Linked DNA regions of Lactuca sativa: region 2 is linked to region 1. Evidence: chromatin contacts called from public Hi-C data. All regions are on one chromosome and are shown on one strand. The core of a region is the stretch at or near the end of the contact, and the rest is flanking DNA. Distances in the headings are between cores, read along the strand shown. Region 1 holds the start of LOC111892106 (putative kinase-like protein TMKL1). Region 2 holds the start of LOC111889949 (U-box domain-containing protein 52).

Region 1 (2,956 bases), core at 309-2,808:
ATAAATGGGCAGCATGTGAACTGTGAAGGAGATTAAATATACGAAGATAATATGATAAAGACAAGGATCTAAAATAGATGACTAAAATGACCAGGCAAACCCTACTCACATGCTGTTATTTCCAATCAAATATAAAATAATTTCACTATATAAGTAATAATTAACCCCTACAGACAAATTTTGACTTTTTATGGTCAGAAAAGTTATCTTAGATTATAAAATTAGTCTGCAATTAGGATTCATAAAGAACAATGGTCCTGTTTAATACAATTAGTCTGCAGTTATAATTTTCCAATGTATCAAAAAAAAATCTTGTTGATTTTGACACAAAAAAATAAGTAATGTTGACTACTATTTGAAGTGTGCAATAACACAGCCTTGACCCAATTCAAACAGACATATGATAGAAAACAAATATGAATATCAAAAGCAAAAGCAAAAAGGTGAAAGAAACAGATGATGCAAGAAATCCATAAAGTTCGAATCTTTACCAAAGCAAGGCCATGTACAACAACGATACACGCACATAATAGTTGTACAGTACAACCATTTAACTCATTTCCATGCATAAACTGCTACTTGCAGCTTTTTCTCTCATGAATTTTTAATTTTCTTCTCTTTTTTGTCGAGATTATCATTACCCAAAAGGCGCATCATTTATTCAAAATTTTAAAGAAACCCCAAAAGAAAAAAATCGAATCTTTTTTTTTAATCATGCACAAGAAACGAAAAAGATAAAATAAACGAAATTTTGCGTAAAGAAATTCAGAAATCACCTCTGATAAACTGAGCCAAATTTCCTCTTCTGTAGAAGGGATGAACGAAGAGCTTTTCACCTCGAGGCCCAGAATAAAACCCAGAAAGAGGCACCAAATTTGGATGCCGAATCGACCCCAAAACTTGTACCACATGCATCACATCTTGTACCTTTCCAGTACAACAAGCTGGTCTCAAGAATCTCAACAACAAAACCGAATCACTCAACAAATTAGCTCTATACAAAGTCCCATAACTTGATTTCCCAATCACTTCACCAGGAGCATCTAAAATATCAAAACAAGTGAGATCTTCACCACCTTCGAACCGAATCAAATCCCCTTTCATGTCCACTTCTTCAACATCAATTTCTTTACATTCAGGGTTCGCTTCTTTATCCCATGATTCATCTCTTGCAGACCCTTTTCTTCTACACAACCAAATCAAGAAAATGAGAACAAATAACAGAAAAGAAGAGGACAGTGTGATAACCAGTATGAGTATGTTTTTCTTCTCCATTCGGATCTGGAGAAAAAGAACTAAAGATTGTTGTGGAAGAAGATGAAATCGGATCTGGGTCGGGTTTTAAGGTTTAAGTTTCACCCATTTTGGTGATAAATATTAGAGAAGATCTGGATGGAGGTGGAAGTTGGTGTTTGATGTTTTGTGAAAGATGAACAGAAGTAAGAAGGACAGAATGAATGGGAAAAGAAGCTTTTCTTTCCTTCCTTTTTTGAAGAGCAGACAGAGAAGAGAAGAAAGATGTGGGACATAGTCAATGGAATCATATCATTTTTCTAGGTACATTAAAGAACCCTCTAAATATTAAATATTTACATTGTCGAAACACTAAATACTTTTTTATAAATTGGGATATTTAATTTCTCGTTAACTAAACTACGATGTTTTTAGTTAACTTTCAAGAAATTAATAAAAAAATAGTTTTTGAAAAATGATTAATTCCTTTGCAATATCACATCCAAAATAGATGAGAACGGGTCAAAGCTTTTTTCCTTTAATCCAATAATCCTATATAAATTGGGAGATCTCGTATACCGAAATATCATTCGGAAAAATCTAAAAAAAGAAAAAAAAAACATTGAAACTCAAAGTCTAAAGTTTTACTTCCATGAACCATGTTAGTTTCATATATGCAACTACTTAGATTTTATGTCTATCTATGTTAACACATAGTCTGGAATATGAAGAGAATCTCTAAAATACAGAGAACATGTCCACAATGTATATCCCGATTATGTATGGATTTCAAATTTCTAGTAGTTTTTATTTTTGTTAAATTTTCAATAATCTTATTGTTAACTTGTGTGTATCCCAAATACCATTAGAAATAAACCATGGAATACCACAAAATGCCTGAGATGATATGGTGTTTTATGACATGTGAAGAATTTTTCCGTAATTTGATGTTTTGTTCCGGGATACAAAAAAAGGTGATTTGTGGTTGCAGTTCACAAGTAGTAATCGTCAATTTCTAACCCATGTCGCAAATTTTAATGTTGTTTTCGGGTCATAGCAAACTCTTGTTTTGTTGGGTGGTTTGATCCCCCAATGGGCCCTAGGGCATGTGTTGTTATTCCAGGGTTGATAACGTCAAAGTACATGTTAGAGAAGTCTTTTCAAGATGCCAAGAAATACAAAATCATGTTCTATGCATCTTGGTATTTTGCATCTTTATGTTATTTTTAAAAATTTATGTAACGTCCTAAAATACTAGGTAAAAAATTTTCTTTAAGTCAACCCAAAACAATCAATCATTTGATCCAAAATCCCATCAAAGTATAAAAACATGTCATATAATTATCAGAGTATAAATCAAATCATAAAATGCAGAACACTGGTGGTTGCTTCATGCAATGCAATCACATCGAGCTCTTCCCTTTGGAACCAAAAGAACCTGAAACAATAAACATGAATCGTAAGCACAAAGCTTAATGAATTCCCCCAAAATACCACATACAACATACATATAAACAGGCCCCGCCGAAGCTACATAACAGCCCCGCCCAAAATGATATATAACGGCCCCTGCCCAAATAACACATGCAAGAGTCACAAAGACATCTAGCATCCCACAAACATAATCCAGTGGGCCAACATTGGTGCCTTCGACCTACGAGTACTGTGAAGAGGCTCACCTCGATCTAAACGAATAAATCTTACACACGAGCCGCTGGTGCTA
Region 2 (2,857 bases), core at 111-2,610, 420 kb before region 1:
AAGTCAAAGGTGTTCTTTTTCATGATTATACGAGGTACCTGTTCTTGAAGAATTGGTGACAGAACTTGAATCACTACTGTTATCATCTTTACTCGATCCAATGGTATCAGAATCAGAAGCCCTGAGTGATGATAATTTCCCTTTTGAAATCGCATACACTGTACAAAAACTCGGAATGCTTTCAGATATTCTAGACGACAAACCTTTCCCCCTGGAACACCAAGAACACATCGATATTTAAATAAAATAATAAAAAAAGGAAAAAGAGAATAAAAGGTGCATAAAGAATTGGGTACCTCGAGAACATGCCACTCGATGAAGCTCCAATCACAAGCTTGTTAATATTGCCTTTTACAATTTCCTGTTTTATAGCATCCACCACATCATCTGATTCGATTTGCAAGATTTCTACCTGCACCTGAAAATAAAAAGAAAACTTTAATCTTATGATCAAGAATCAAGAAAATCATATAAAAATCAAACCTTTTTCTTGGCACACATGTTCTTGAAAGGAAGAAGCTTTTCGTATGCTTGCCATTCGACTTCCTTTTTGTAAGCAATTACTACATCATCTCGCACTTGTGAAGCAGGAACAACACCCACTGTAAAAAAATTAAGGATTTTTTTTTTTTTTTGAAATTATATGAGAAGAGAAGGGTTTTTGAAAGTGAAACTTACTGGGTGTTGGGATTCGAGTGATTTTAGGGCGAACAAGGATCAATTTGAAGAGAAGAATACCCTCAGGAACGAATTTATCCAATGCCCATCTAACCACATATTTGGTTTTTTTATTTCCGTTGACGGCTAAAGCAACGACCAAATATGAAGGCGTTGTTAGTTTATCCACCCCTTGAATCATTCCTTCATCCTCCATTTTTTTCTGCAAAATTAACCATAGGAATGTATGAAACATAGGATATAAAAGAATTGAAAGGTTTCTTGAAGATAAATTTCAAACCCAGAAACGATGTGAGAACCTAACTGCAGCGATTTCATACACCCAACCAATTTCTTGAAATAAAGGTTAAAAAATCAAGAAGATTTTTCATCAAGATTGAAAACTGGAATGGAGTTAGTGTGTGTGAGAGAATTTCGGAGTCCTGAAAAACCAAGAAAAAAAATCTTTGATAACCTATAAAAATTATGAATTTAAAGTTTGGTAAAAAGTTATAATCAAGAAAAGCGAAGCTCTTAAGCCCATACCAAATCATATGAAGTCTTTCAAATCAGATTGAAGAACTCATTACTGATAGAAGGCATTTTCAACAACAACAAGAATCGAAGGTTCCCTCCCTCCCTCCCTCCCCCTCTCTCTCTCTCTCTCTCTCTCTCTCTCTCTCTCTCTCTCTAGAATATCTTTGATTACGTGATCTTCTCTCTCTAGAATCGCTTTAATTTCATGGAAAGATTGGATCAATCGTGAAATCGGTTACTTATTATTAGGTGTCAAAGAGACCCAAAAACCTGAAAGTGACCCTGGGGTTAAGTTAAAGAGAAACCTTGCCGTAATCGCACCTCCCAAAACTGGATTTGTTTTATTATTTATTTGTGGAATTGTGGAATTAACAATGCCACAGTGTTTTTTTTGTTCAACGACAATGATAAGATGATTTGATATCCATAATTAATCTTTTTATAAACATTTAATTTTGGTCCAAGTTATTAGTTTATGTCAACTTGATAACATGTGACAAAGTACTTCTCATTTAACATTACTTTTCTATAATTGTACCTTTTGGCAGGTAAATTTCCATGGACTTTACATCTTTTGTAACAAATTTTCTAAAACCATGGTGTTGGTTGCTTGTTGTCTTCTATAAAAGAAAATATATTACTAAGAGGCTTCAAATACAAAATGTCACGGCAGATCATCTGACATTTAAATCGGCATTACTCGCACCAAATTCGATTAAACCTTTATGAAAAAGGGCAAACTTATCTCTAAATTTTAAGTGTTGTTAAATAAAAAAGAGAATGATAAAAAAAATCTAGGAGTACTTTCACAAAATTGAAAAACTCCTTTAAATATTAATCTTAAATTTTGAAATATGAGATAAGGATATATGGTGAAACACTTTAACACCTCTAGTCCCACCACCGACGTTCTCCCTTATACTTAGAGCGACTCTAACCACATCAATTTCTTGGGTTTTGAATTTGTTGGATGCAAATTATCATTTCAGCCGCACTCTATTTTCATCATCAAAGTGATTAATATAACATAGTTTGACAAAAACTAGCAAGTAAATATAAGGTAGTTTTTTTTTTTTTTTTTTCTATATATTATAAAATTGTTTGATTAAAATAGATATAAAACATTAAAACTAAAAGCTAATATGCGTTTTGTGTGCTGATTATTACTTTTTTTTTCTACCAATGTCATTAAATATTGATGAAAAAAAAAAGTCAATACATATCGACGGAAGTCAACCGGGCAACAAGTTGCACCGCTAGTCCTTTCTGGATGACAAAACTAATTCTTTTGAAAACAATATCTGTGGATCTAGAAGATATAACATTAGAATGCATGACCCGTTAGACTCTGTTGATGAGCTTCACCACCTCTGGTGCGAGAAAACTAAATGTATAAAATGTGAAATGTATAAACACATGTTGATTTTCAATGCATGCATTTTCATGCTTTGCCACTCTGCACACGACGGCTTTCAACACAGCATGCCCCGCTGTGAAACATTCGCTCCTTAAACCGACGAGAGGGGAGACCCCAATAAGATCCACACAAGTGTGCTTCCCTCCGACCCATCCAAAGTCCAAAATGTCAGCCGGCCTGAGAGTTGATCTTTCATCCAGTAGGTCCGTCAAAAAGTTTACAAATGCTTCTTTCTTTACGGAAATA

Evidence for each region. Hi-C and Micro-C count contacts between places; a contact is called where the count stands out from the background.
Region 2: a Hi-C map of leaf shows a contact between it and region 1, with 5 times the contacts expected there. The contact joins the promoter of LOC111889949 here to the promoter of LOC111892106 in region 1. A contact is called at or near these places in 2 of 4 Hi-C or Micro-C datasets (both in leaf).

What each region holds. Positions count from the first base shown.
Region 1 is chr2:225,286,240-225,289,195 of Lsat_Salinas_v11, reverse strand. It overlaps LOC111892106 (putative kinase-like protein TMKL1), which reads right to left and starts at 1,558. Exons shown (of 2, transcript XM_023888174.3): 1 at 777-1,558. The coding sequence starts at 1,275.
Region 2 is chr2:225,702,912-225,705,768 of Lsat_Salinas_v11, reverse strand. LOC111889949 (U-box domain-containing protein 52) reads right to left here and starts at 1,360. Exons shown (of 11, transcript XM_042899615.2): 1 at 1,204-1,360; 2 at 983-1,100; 3 at 679-880; 4 at 484-602; 5 at 297-418; 6 at 39-211. The coding sequence starts at 874.